Regions from separate parts of the Mus musculus genome. Here region 2 is linked to region 1. The links are chromatin contacts, called in public promoter capture Hi-C maps. All regions are on one chromosome and are shown on one strand. Each heading gives the region's core, a stretch centred on a gene start, on an enhancer-like site or on the middle of the called end of the contact. The rest is flanking DNA. Distances are from core to core; before and after follow the strand shown.

What was found. Capture Hi-C pulls out chosen DNA fragments and counts their contacts.
Region 2: a promoter capture Hi-C map of pancreatic islet shows a contact between it and region 1. The contact joins the promoter of Car15 here to the promoter of Med15 in region 1. A contact is called at or near these places in 17 of 39 promoter capture datasets (the 3T3-L1 cell line, 3T3-L1-derived adipocytes, the C10 cell line and 10 more), 1 of 15 datasets of contacts at CTCF or cohesin (the NIH/3T3 cell line), 5 of 484 Hi-C or Micro-C datasets (the HPC-7 cell line, the N1E-115 cell line, adipose-derived mesenchymal stem cells and 2 more), 5 of 115 datasets of contacts at active chromatin or transcription factors (the HPC-7 cell line, bone marrow-derived macrophages, embryonic stem cells and 2 more) and 3 of 9 other capture datasets (adipose tissue, liver and pancreatic islet).

What each region holds. Positions count from the first base shown.
Region 1 is chr16:17,718,098-17,725,039 of GRCm38.p6, reverse strand. It overlaps Med15 (mediator complex subunit 15), which reads left to right and starts at 2,093. Exons shown (of 18, transcript NM_033609.3): 1 at 2,093-2,284. The coding sequence starts at 2,217.
Region 2 is chr16:17,836,306-17,843,005 of GRCm38.p6, reverse strand. It overlaps Car15 (carbonic anhydrase 15), which reads left to right and starts at 4,820. Exons shown (of 8, transcript NM_030558.2): 1 at 4,820-4,965; 2 at 5,140-5,175; 3 at 5,535-5,705; 4 at 6,128-6,288; 5 at 6,371-6,463. The coding sequence starts at 4,899. It overlaps Dgcr2 (DiGeorge syndrome critical region gene 2), which reads left to right. Exons shown (of 10, transcript NM_010048.3): 10 at 229-2,651. The coding sequence ends at 485.

The DNA.
Region 1 (6,942 bases), core at 844-3,343:
AATAAATAAATAAATAATCTTTAAAGGAAAGAAAGAAAGGAAGGCAGGAAGAAAGGAAGGAAGAAAAAAAGGAAGGAAGAAAAAGAAAGGAAGGAAGAAAGGCATGTACCACCATGCCTGGCTTTCCTATTCTTAAAAAAAAAAAAAAAAAGATTTAGATAAAGAACCTGAATTAGCTTTCTCCAGCTGTACTGCCAAATTTTGCCTCTCAAGGACTGGGATTAAAGTGGTGTACCACCATGCCTGCATCACCATGCCTGTATCACCATCACCGTGCCTGCACCACCAAGCACCACCATGCACCATCATGCATCACCACGCCTTCATCACCATGCACCACTATGTACTACCATGCCTGCACCACCATGCACTACCATGTCTTCATCACCATACACCACCATGCCTGAACCACCATGCTTGCACCACCATGCACCACCATGCCTCCACTACCATGCACTACCATGCACCACCATGTCTTCAGCACCATACCTGCACCACCATGCATCACCACGCACCACCATGCTTGGTGGTTTTGAATTTTCTTTTTAAGTTTTGTCATACTCAGTTTTTTTTTTTTTTTTTTTTTTTTTTTTTTTTTTTTTTCTTTTTTCCGGAGCTGAGGACCGAACCCAGGGCCTTGGGCTTGCTAGGCAAGCACTTTACCACTGAGCTAAATCCCCAACCCCCATACTCAGTTTTTTAAAGACTTACTTATTTTATGTATATGAGTATATTGTAACTGTCTTCAGACACACCAGAAGAGAGCAATAGATCAATGCTCTTAATGGCTGAGCCATCTCTCCAGCCCCCACACTCAGGGGTTTTTTTTTTTTTTTAGATTTATTTATTTATTTATTTCATGTATATACTGTAGCTGTCTTCAGATATTCTGGCACACCAAAACAGTACATTGGATGTGAGCCACCATGTGGTTGCTGGGAATTGAACACAGGACCTCTGGAAGAACAGTCAGTGCTCTTAACCTCTGAGCCATCTCTCCAGCCCTGACACTCAGTTTTTAATTCATTTGTGTTTAAGACTTTTCCAAAGGCCAAAAGTTTTTTTTTTTAAAGGGTGCTTTCTTCTATAATAATAAACACATGTATTTTATTTATTTCTTTATTTGTCTATTTATTTATTTATTTTGGGGTTCATTTTGGGTGTTGTTTGTTTTTGTTTGTTTGAGACAATGTGTCTCTACATAGGCCCTGGTTGTCCTGGAACTCAGTATGTAAACCAGGCTGCCTTGAATTCAACAGAGATCTGCCTGCCTCTGCCTCCCAAGTGCTGGGACAAACAAAGTTCTAAAATGAGGCCTTACATATTGTTGGAAAAAATGAAGACTTACAAAATTGGTTAGTTACCTTGTAATCTCTACTCTAAACTTAAATCATATAAACATTGAAAGGTGAACTCGAGACACATAAGCCCAGCAACAATTATCCACTTAGACCAAAATGTCCTGTATTAAGGGATGCACCACTAAGAAGCAAGGAATATGAACCACAGAGAAAACATTAACAGAAATAATGCTTTTGCTTTCCTTTTAAATATGGAGCTTAATGATTCAATGAGCAGAGATCCTAAACCTAACATTGCTTGTTGGTGAAATACTAGCTTTATTTTGATGACTGTAGAATGTACATATACTTATGTACACTTAACATATGTTAGAAATTAAAATCTCAATATTTAAATACCAAATTTATTTAAAATACCAAAAATATGTTATACATTAGCAATTATCCCAACACTGGCAACAAAATATACATAGACTCTGTATGTGTGTCTGTGTGTGGTGTGTGTGTGTCTATGTGTCCGCATGTGTGTCTCTCTCTGTCTCTGTATCTGTCTCTGTGTCTGTCTTTCTGTCTCTTTTTTCTGTCTTTCTCTCTGTTTCTGCCTCTGTCTGTGTTTCCGCCTCTGTATCTCTGTCTCTCCCTCTGTGTCTCCCTCTCCCCCTCTCCCCCTCTCCCCCTCTCCCCTTCTCCCTCTTCCCCTCTCCCCCTCTCCCCTTCCTCTCTTCCTCTCTCTTTCTGTGGCGCGCATGCGTATACAAAAGCAAGACTTCATTTCCCACAATTCTTCCTGTACTTCCGGCGTGGCCCAGTAGCGGGATCGCTCGGCTTCCGGGTTCGGGCCTGTCGCTGTGGTAGAGGCGGCGGCGCCGGGGGTGGCCGGTAGGGACTCGGGCTACAAGAGTAGGGGCTCCGGGCATGGACGTTTCGGGGCAGGAGACCGACTGGCGTAGCGCCGCCTTTCGGCAGAAGCTGGTCAGCCAAATGTGAGTGTGGCCTGGGGCAAGGACCGGTGGTCGGACCTTCCGGGCGGGGAGGGTGAGGCCGGGCTAGACCCGCTCTTGACCCTGGTCAGAAGCTGCGGTGTCCGCTGGGTGCCGGGGACGTACAAGGGTCCTCCTGGAGTCTCTCTGGCCTTTCTCGGCAGACAGGGACTGCTGGCTAGTTTTTCTGGGGAGGAACTCTGCAAACCCAGCTAGTGCCCTGGCTAGTGAGTCATCGTCCTGAGCCGCCTCGTCATTTGTGTGCAGATTTTCCTTTGCTTCGATTCGCACCGAATATAGAAAGAGAATGAGGCAGCCAGAGATTTTACACGGGTGCCGCGTGGCTTCTTTTATAAAATAAATAAATAAAACGAAAACCACATCAATGAGTTGGAGGAGGCTGGAAGGAAGGTAAATTGGAAGATTGATGTGTTTGGGTTGTAGGCAGTGGAATAGAAGAGTGCTCCGGTTTCTTCCACAAGGTGTGTCAACTTGGCCAAAGGGTAGCAGGAAATAGCTGTGGGAACTTCGGGAGTGAAGGGCAGGGATGCCCTCTGCCCACGGAGCACTGCAGAGTGCTTGTTGCACTTAGCCATTTTACTGAGTTTCCTAAAGTGTTCAGAAAATTGCCTGTGGCACAGCTTTTCCCCTGAGGGTTGGTACTGTCTGTCTGTAAAGAAACAGTACAGTCGTGCCAATGCTCAGTCATTTTTGTGGGTGCTAAAGTGTCAGTTGAGTAGACTGGAGCAGCCTCGAGTAGGTGACAGATTGAGCTCTAGAGAGAAAAGTAGGAGGGTGACAGGCCACCATTCCCAGCAGATGATTGTGAAAGCATCAGGATGGACGGCTGTAGGTGGAGAGTTCTGGGTCTTTGAAGCAAAGTAGTCAAGGATACATCATGAGGATGAGCAGATGCTGGCATGGTTAGTGTTGGGTGTTTTGGGCAAACAACTTGTACCCGTGGTTTTTTGTTTGTTTGTTTGTTTGTTTTTTAGTTTTTCGAGACAGGGTTTCTCTGTGTAGTCCTGGCTGTCCTGGAACTCAGAAATCTGCCTACTTCTACCTCCCAAGCGCTGGGATCACTGCCCGGCCCTTCCTCCAGTGTTTTACACGTGGTCTGCCTTGAGGTGGTGCAGCATTAGTGTTGGGAAGGCCCCTGAGTCCCTGGAGATGAATTAGGGACCCAAGAGAGGCCAAATAGGCAATTTGGGGAGTTTTTTTCCTTTGGAAGGGTTGGTGGGGGTTCTGTCTTTTTTTCATTTAGATCATATGGTCTCATGAGTTGATTGTAGAAGACTTGGTTGGCAGAGATCATAAAGACCAGTATTAAGTGCTGAACTTGAAAGAGGAAGACAGATTCCAGAGAAAGAGGAATGAATATGTGGACAATTGGTGACTAACTGGATGGAGGGGGTGGGGTGGGGTGGGGTGGAGTGAAGCAATGGACTAAATCGGGGAAGCATCAGTACAGTGGAGGGAGTGGGTACTGTGTCAGTGGCTTGGTACCGCCGCACAATAACCCTTGCACGGTTTTGCAGACAGTTCAGCAAACAAGTGTTTTGTTTCTTAATTGTTTTAGATTTAATTTATTTATATGAGTGTTTTGCTTGCCTGTATATAAGTGAACCATGTATATCTGATGATGTCAGAGGTCAGAAGAGCGTATAAGATTCCCTGGGATTGGAGCTACAGGGGGTTATGAACTGCCCTGTGAATTCTGGGAATCGAACCTGCTTCTTCTGTAAGAGCTCAGTGTGAGTGCTTCTAACCTCTGAGCCAAGTCTCCAGCCCACAAGTGCAGTATTGATGTACTTGAGTTATCTCTAAGTGAAGTCTTGAGAAATGGTCTGAGCTCCAGGGCAAGGATTCTTTGGGAAAGCCCAGTACAGTGGATCTGGAAGAGCAAGTTGTTATCACAGACAGTAGGGGAGAGCTGCAGAAGTATCTGAGGTCTGAGGGAAGACTGAAGTATACTGGATACACTGTAATGCCTTGTGAGTCCTGAGGTGCTTTCTACCTCTGTAAGATACTGCACTTGTATATTATTTTGTTTTGCTGTAATAACAATTACCATGCACTTAGCATCTTAAACAACACAGATTTATATTTGATCTTTTTTTTTTTTATGTCAGAGGCTCATGTAAGATTTGGTAGGTGTTAGTTTCAGGGTTGAAATCAATACGATGGCAATATACACATTTTTTAAATTTATTATTTATTTTTTTTATTTTTTTGGTTTTTCGAGACAGGGTTTCTCTGTATAGCCCTGGCTGTCCTGGAACTCACTCTGTAGACCAGGCTGGCCTTGAACTCAGAAATCTGCCTGCCTCTGCCTCCAGAGTGCTGGGATTAAAGGCATGCGCCACCACTGCCTGGTAATTACATTTCTTGATGGAACCTTTGGAACAGAATCTGCTTTCAACTCCATTCAAGTTGCTGTCCAAATTCTATTCCTTACACTTGTAAAACTGAGGTATCCTCTTTCCTGCCTATTTGTCAGGGGCCAGTTTTTGTTCCTGGAGGTTGATTGTATCTTGTGCTTTCTTTGTGGCCTAGTCTAACATTGGCTGGTTTCTCTGACACTCACCAAATTCAGGTAGAGAACATCCTGTGCACTTCCCAGATCAGTTTGGAACAATGGAACACAATCGTTAGTCTGTATCTTCAATCACAGCTATGCGGTCATTTTTTGAGATACAGTGAAAGATAGTCACAGGTTCCAGGGACTGGGGCCTGTGTATCTTGGTGGAGGGGGCAACATTTGTCTACTGCATTTGAGTGAGCCCCCTCAAAGGTTGCTTTCTAAGAGTAAAGGTATCTTAGTTTGCTTTCTGTTACTGTGAAAAACACCATGACCAAGAGCAACTTGAGGAGGAAAGGGTTTATTTCATGTTACACTTTATCACACAGCCCCCAACCCCCAGCAAGAAAAGCCGAGTCAGAAACTCAAGCAAGACTCCAGGGGCTGGAGAGATGATTTAGTCCATGGTGAAGACTGCTTGTAGCTCTTACAAGGCACCAGGGTTCGATTCCAGGCACCTGCAAGGTGACTGACTCAAAACTGTTCATTTCCAAGGGTTCCACAGCCCTTGTCCGATTTCTGTGGGCACCAGGCATAAACTGGTGCAGTCAACATCCATGCAGGCAAAACCTTTGTACTTGTAAAAAGGTAAATAAAAATCAGCTGCCAGTGCCAGGTGGTGGTGGCGCACGCCTTTAATCCCAGCACTTGGGAGGCAGAGGCAGGTGAATTTCTGAATCAGAGGCCAGCCTGGTCTACAGAGTGAGTTCCAGGACAGCCAGGGCTACACAGAGAAACCCTGTCTCAAAAAACAAAAAACAAACAAACAAACAACAACAACAAAAAACCCCAAAAAAACCTAACCACGCTTACTGGGTGTTTTCACTTCTTCGGTTTGCTTGTTTTCTCTCTAGGGTTGACTTTGCTGGTGACTTGATTAACTGTGTTGATAGAGCTTAAGAAGATTTATAATGGGCTAATCTACACATCTTTACTTCTGACTTCTTCCAGGGGTGATGCTGTTGTTTAAATTTGGGGATGCACTTCAAACCATAGTGATTTATATTACATGAGGCATAAAGAAAGTTTAGGGCTGAGAGAGTAGCTTAGTAGAAGATCGCGTATGTAGTCCTCATGAAGCTCTCAGTTCAGTGTCAGTTGTTGGGGAGTGGGGAGCATAGCAAAACACTGGGAAGGTTCTGCAAAGTTTCAGTGGAGAAGCATCTCTCATTGAGGAAAAAGCAAGTTTGACAATTCTTTTTTTTTAATTAATTAATTTATTATATGTGTGTACGCTGTAGCTATCTTCAGACACTCCAGAAGAGGGCATCAGATTTTTGTTACGGATGGTTGTGAGCCACCATGTGGTTGCTGGGATTTGAACTCAGGACCTTTGGAAGAGCAGTCGGTGCTCTTAACCGCTGAGCCATTTTTCTCACCAGCCCCAAGTTTGACAATTCTAACTGGAGTCTAGGCTTCTTAGCCTTTCCTATACTACACAAATGAGGGCAGTGTGTAGCCCGATGCCTTCATCAGGCAGTCCACTGTCCTGTACTCTGGCTTATTGTTTTGTAGTTTCCCCTGTTGTCCAGCGTCTCCGTCTTTCCACTTTAACTTAACTTTACTTTACTTTTCTTTTTTTCTTTCTTTCTCTTTCTATTTATCTCTTTCTTTCATTTCTTTATTTTGATTTTTCAAGACAGGGTTTCTCTGTGTATCCCTGGCTGTCCTGGAACTCACTCTGTTGACCAGGCTGGCCTTGAACTCAGAAATCTGCCTGCCAAGTGCTGGGATTAAAGGAGTGTGCCACCACTGCTCACCCCACTTTAACTTTCAGAGTTCTTCCTTTGTTTCTTTGTTTTTACTTGCTGGAGGTTGAGAGCAGGGCCTTTCATGTGCTCTGCATATGCTCTGCTACTGATCTGTTCCTTTAGCCCCTGCTGTCTCTTTAAAACAACTCTTACTGAGTACTTAGGATATTGAGAAAATTGTGACTAAAGATTCTCTTCACCGTTGTCATGAGCAGATCTTCTTTATGTAGGTGTCTGCTTTGGTGTCAAATACTTCAGATCCTTCCCTGTCCCTTCCTCTAAAGTGGGTCACCCCACTTTATTTCAGCGCTTTTTAGTTTCTCAGGGAA
Region 2 (6,700 bases), core at 3,571-6,070, 120 kb before region 1:
TGCCGAGTCAGAGGAGGTTCCCCTCTGCTCTCCCTTTATTCTGACGAGTTGGTCACTGCATTTCACCTACCATAAACTGGTGGCAAGATGAACTTTTGTCTGCTAGAACATTAAGCAAGGAGCTCCCCTAGGTCCTGTTAGCACTCAGAAATCAGGGCATGTTTAGGACAGGAACCTACTTCTGCCCAGGCCTTCACTTACATCTGACATCCTTTTGTTCCCTTGCAGATGACGATGCCTTTGAGCCTGTGGAGGCCAGCCTGCCAGCCCCAAGAGATGGTGGCATTGAAGGTGCATTGCCCAGGCACTTGGATCAGCCGCTGCCCCCTGCAGAGACATCCTTAGCAGATCTGGAAGACTCTACAGACAGTAGCAGTGCCCTGCTGGTGCCTCCTGATCCCGCCCAGAGTGGAAGCACCCCAGCTACAGAAGCACCGCCAGGGGGTGGGCGCCTCCCCCGTGCTTCCCTCAACACTGTGGTTTAGGTGGCTCAGCTTGTGGCCCCCCGTGGGCTAGGAGTGTATGTTTCTTGTCCAGAAGACACCTATCTCAGTGGGGGACTTGAAGGGGTCCTGTCATAGCCTGGACCCTACTCCACTGCCACATCCCCACCAGCTGCGGGTGTGTACATAGAAACTGAAATCAGGCACTCAGAGAGGAGCAAGTGCCTGTACCATCTTTACCTGGGGGCTGTTAGTCTCTTCTTTAAATGGTGGAATGACACAGGTGTTGAAAGCACACGTTTCCAAGAAGCAGAGGCAGTGGGCTTCACTTATACCAAGTACATCTTTGGATGGGCTTGCTTACTGCATTCTCACCCTTAGGAGCCAGTCATCAGCCAGTGTAGACACAGTAGAGCTAGCGCTAGTGGCTGCTTAGAGGCAGCAGAGCATCTGAACTGCTTCTGGGGAAAGCATTCACAGCTGCTGTACTGGCTCTCTGGGGGCTTCCTGTCCGGGGCCAGCTGCAAATTTCAAGGTGCCGATCGATCCCTGGGAGGAAATTGAACTTGCCACACCATTTCTAGCTTTGCTTTGAGGCCAGCACTGTGGCAGGAGGCCCTGCTCATTCCTAGCACTCTTCCATGGTATACCTCTGCATGGCTCCCCAGGAGTAGACTCTAGACCCTTGTGGAGGGTTGGGGCATGCTGGCTTTTCTCTGCCACACTCTGGATCCCTGTGCTCTGCTTGCTGGTGAATGACCACTGGGTCTAGCCATGCCCGTTCATCCTATCTGTGCCATAAAGGGTTGTTTGGGAAGAGAATGGTTCAAGTGGACATCCTGAGTTGTCATCTGAGTCCACTTCACCCCGTGAACACTGCTGGAGCCCAGTGTCTGCCAGCCACATACATGCCTCCCAGTCCCTCCACAGCAACCGGGTACCTGGGGATTTTTCCCAAAGGACTCCATTGCCAGCTCCAGCTCCATGCAGTGGTCTTGTCTCCTGACACAGGCCTTTAGCATTTCTAAGGTTTGGAGATTAAGCAAGGTTCTGTGCAATTTTTAGCACATTCGTGTCTTTTTTATGTTGGATGTCTGGGTCTTTATATCTGTGTGTGTGTCCTAATGTGGCCAAATGTTTGCAGGTGATAATGGTTCACAGGAGCTCAGGACAGGGGACAATACCCCACATGAGCCATTTGCCCATGGGCCACTCTTGCACCTTTGAGCTTCTTCTAGGCTGTGGTCAGTGGGCCTGTGACTCCTGTGCAGGTGAGAACAGGAGTGGAGGTGACTGGTGTCTGTTCTGTTGTGCATGATCAGACCCACACAGCTCTAGGTGCAGCCTTACACTACTTGGAACCTATGTTTCCCCTTCCCATACGGAGCATCTTCAGACCAGGTCCCCAGGGCTGACAGGAGTATATGATTGCTTACGGATAGTCTGCCCCATGTCTGAGCCCACAGACCATCTGCTGCAGACATCCCTCTGCAGAGGGCCCTTGCCCCCTCTACCCATTGCTAAGGACATCAGGAAGTTCGTCATGCCTCCAGCAAGTCCTAAGTGCTGGGCGCTGGGCAGCCATGCTCCAGAGCAACAATTGGGAATTGTGTTGGTGCCAGGCCACCCAAAAGAGCCCTAAGGACCACACAGCAGTGCCTCAGGAGACTGCACAGACTGGAACTTACGTGGGGACCAAATGGCTGTTGGGGTTGAGATTAGGAGGCCCAGTGGAGAGGGTGACCTAAAGTGGACTGGTGCTACAGAGGTAGGCTTGTCAGGCCTGTGGGGTCCGTCCCCCATGCCTTAGGGGTGCATGGAAGGCCTCTGTTGGGGGCTGTTTAGACTATTGCTATTCCAGTTCCAAGCACTGGAGTCTGCCAGATCTCACTGGTGAATAATCCCAAATCCAAGATTTGATGAGGTTTGTGTGTTCTTTACCCATCCCGCAAGGCCCCAGAGGGACAGGCTCCTAGGAGGCCCCTTTCCCAGGACTGCCTTGCCACTCTTCTGAGGCCAGGTGCCCTCTGACCTGCCTTGAAGTGGAATTTGATACTGTACATTGTCTCAATGCCTGTTTTTACATATTCCTTTCATTAAAGGTTTTAGTTTGGGTGTATTTTTTTGGTCAGGTTGGCATTGATCCTTTCTTAAGATGCTGTGAGAACCATTTCATCCAATGCCAAATAAACTTGTGTTATGGAAAAAGCATGGTCAGTTCTTGCTGTGGCCAGCCCCTCGACAGGGCTCTCCTAAGTTTTCAGCCCTTACAGGCATCCAGTTGGCTTCTGACACCCCTTGGTTGAGGACCAGATGGCTGAGCTTGGAGCCTCTGGAGGGTGCATGGCAAGGGGCCACACTCCTCTGAAGTTACACTACAGTCAATGCCAGGGCTGGTATATCCCCGTTACTAGTGTCCAGTGCAGGGAGGGCGCTGGACTTCATCTCTGACCATCCAGGTGGCTGTAAGCAGCTCCTTCCAGCAGGAGCTGCAGCTTGGAGGGTAGCGATTGGCAACTTACACCCAGGACTGGGCTGTTCAATGCCTTTTCCTACAGGGCTGGAAAGGCTTGAGTCCTCTGAGAAGATTTCAATCTATAAAAAATTGGATGATCTTGTCTTTCCAGAAGTCCTAAGATGCTAAAGACTTGCATAGCCTATTGCCTTGGGCTGAGGCCTCTCCTGAAAAGAGGGGGTTACACCCACCCACTATGGCACTCAGCCTGCTGGGGGTGAGAAGCAGAAAAAGCATTTACTATCATTTCTGTGAGACACCAGGATTCTTGATAGCAATGTTTGCGTGCGTGTGGGGTGTGTGTGTGTGTTATCCAGATCTCAAGAGGAAAGGAGACGTAGGGAAGGAGAGAGGGTTTTTCTGCCATGCTTTGGAGGAAAAGGGACACAGCAACCATGTAAGATCTGGGCAGTGAGGGCCTGTGGCCGGGTTGCCAAAGATGTCTGGCAGGGGCTAAATAGAACAAGCCACTAAGTTTAGGGCGGAAGGAGAGATGGAGATAATAAATTGGAAAGGGCATGCATTCCCAGGCAGGAGAGATTTGTGCTTAACAGGCAAGTTAAAGTAACAAGGCTGAGTGTGTGTCTTTTGTCCTCGGATTCTAGGGTCCCAGGAGTGGGCTGGTAATGCAATCCCCTCCTGGAGCAAAGGTGGGTAGAAAAGGAAGCCAGCTTAGGGCTTGGTTTTGAGGATCCTGGAGCTAAGCCTGGTGGAACAAAAGGGAGCCAGGAGTGGCTGGTGGCGCAGCGGGCCCCCCCCCCCCCGCCCCGCAATCCCAGGCAAGGTGGTAGCATGTTTTTTAAAACTACACACAACAAAGGTGTGCACCTCCATGCCCCACACAATATTTTAATTTTTATAGTTTTTGTGTGTTTGTGCATGAGTTTATGTATTTGCACCCCATACATGCAAGAGCCCTTATTGGTCAAACTCAGGAACCAGACTTTCAGCTGTAATCAAGTTCACTGTCCTAACTCAGAAGGGCCAGTAACTACAGCAGGCTGTCACAAAGGCTGGCAAGGGGTTGGGTTAAGAAGGATCTGCTGAGGCCTTTGGTGGGGACAGGAGCTTCATTCTACCCTCAACACATCTGAAGCAGGGTGCCTGGGGCTCTGCCAACACTGCCCTTTCCTCCCTGTCCTCTCTTCAAGGAAGAGCCTGGTCCTCCAGCAGTGCTGAGGGAGAATCCAAGGAGACATGCTAAGCAAGTACTCTTCCACTAAGCTATACCATGGGAAAGAGATGCTGAGAACTGGAATACTGAGAGGGGCAGCCCTCCAGCCCACTCCCTGGTAGTCATTGTTCAGCCTAACCTGCTCAGACATGGTGCCCATGTGCAGAAGCACATCAGGAAGCCAAGGAGGCACAGACACTTCCCTCCAGAGTGCCAGGGACTTGAGCCACTGTAGTATCCCCACCACAGGAGGGCTGCAGCTTCTCCTGAGACCTTTGTCTTTGGGAGGGTAGTCCTCAGACGAGCATCAATAGGAAGGCTGATGTGGACCTGGACTTGGAACGGGTTGGAATCTCAAACTTGTAGCATGAGAAAGAACAGCCATGCCTCCTAGCCTAAGTCTTGGGCAGTAGGATCCAATGTGCCCTCACCTCTTGAACTAATTTCTTTGACGGTGGTTTCGGCATGTCACTCCTGGTCTCTGTTACTCATTTTCACTGCTGTAAGAGTAATAACCAGACGCCCTTCGGGAGAAATGCCAACAGTTACACTGGCTGCAGCAGCTCTGAAGTTTAGGCTCCAGCCCACCTCCATTCCTAGTGGCTCTACCTGGGCTCCACCTACTCTAGCCTCACCTCAGCATGTCCACAGGGCTTATCCAGACCTCTAGTTCACCTACCAATGAATGCAGAGCAGCCTTCTAAGTAGCCTGGCTGTACATTCCTCATCCACTTTGCAGTTCTCCGGAGTCAGCCACTGCAGCATCATGTGGGCCCTGGACTTCTTGCTCAGCTTCCTCCTTATACAACTGGCGGCACAGGTGGACTCCAGTGGTGAGCACCAAGGCTCTGCCTGACACCACCTACCTACCAGTGATGGGGCAAGTTTGGGAGGAGACGCACTGACAAGGGAACAGCCTCTACTGGCTAACCTGTCTCCATTCCTGGACTGGGGTCAAGATGGAACTTTATAAAGAACCACAGTGGTCCCCTGCCTCCTGTCTACAGGTACCTGGTGCTACGACTCCCAAGACCCAAAGTGTGGTGAGAACAGTTGTAACAGGCTATGTGGATCTGTCTGGTCTCTGTCAGCTCCTGTGCTCCAAAGAACTGGACACTGTGATTCTGTGTGTCTGCTGTCAGGGTCTGTGAGTCTATGGGTGTGGCTAGATCATGTGTGTGTTGGGATGGTCCCCAGCATGAGTATGCAGCCGTGTCCCAGACCCTCCTACCTTATCTCTCTGTGGGCCAGTATGCTTGCAGACTTATAAGTCAGATGGGTGCTGCTGCAGCCAGGTGTGTGGAGGGCAGAGGGAGGGCATCTGGGTATATGGAATCCCTCGTTGTACTCCCAGACTTGCCTTTGAGACCCCTGCTGCAGACACTAGTCCTTCTTTTCTCAGGCCCTGCCCACTGGAAGGAACTAGCACCTGCCTGTGGGGGCCCAACCCAGTCCCCTATCAACATTGACCTTCGATTGGTCCAGCGGGACTACACTCTTAAGCCCTTCATCTTTCAAGGCTATGATTCAGCCCCTCAAGATCCTTGGGTCCTGGAGAACGATGGCCACACAGGTCAGCATCATAAGGTTGAGACTGCCACACAGAAGCAGGACTCCATACAGCTTACAGGAACCTCACCCATACACAGGGATGAGGACCCACAGACGAGCTGAGACACCAGCTTCTCAAAAGAGCTCACTACCCCCCAACACACAACACAAATGGGCTAACCAGCTATAAAAATGGGATACGCAGACGAGTCCAAATCCTCGTGGACAAAGCAGAGGAGGCTCTACACACGATGTAGGGAGGTGGCAGGGGACCCTCTATAAATGAAGCTAGCCATGACCCCTGAGGACAGTCAGTTCATGTCCAGATGCCAAGATGCTGGAAAGAAGTCAAGGTCCTCATAACTGAAACTGCTAGTGACAGTGTTATTCCTACCCTGGGGAGTCTGCTGGTGAGGAAAACTCTCATGTGCTCCCTGCCTTCAGTGCTACTTCGAGTAAATTCCTGTCAGCAGAACTGCCCAGCCATCCGAGGGGCTGGGCTCCCGTCACCAGAGTACCGGCTACTGCAGCTGCACTTCCACTGGGGCAGCCCAGGGCACCAAGGCTCCGAGCACAGCCTGGATGAGAAGCATGGCTCTATGGAGGTGGGTTCAGGGTGGACCAGAAGGAAGACAGGCGTAGGGAGCAGAGAGCAGCTGGTCACTACCTTTGTTCTGTATCCCCTAGATGCACATGGTCCACATGAACACAAAGTACCAGAGCATGGAGGATGCACGGAGCCAACCAGATGGGTTTGCTATACTGGCTGTGCTGTTGGTGGTGAGGAAGGGGCTGTGGCCCCGTACATGTTTCCAGAAACAGGGACTTGGAGTTGTGTGGAGGGACCAGGGATCTTCAGCTCTGAAAGACTTAGAGAACTCAGAAGAGCTCACTGCCCCCCACCAACACATGCACACAAATGGGCTAAGCAGCTTTAACAATGGGATACACAGATGAGTCCAAATCCTCGTGAATGAAGAGGAGGCTCTACACATGATGTAGGGAGGTGGCAGGGGA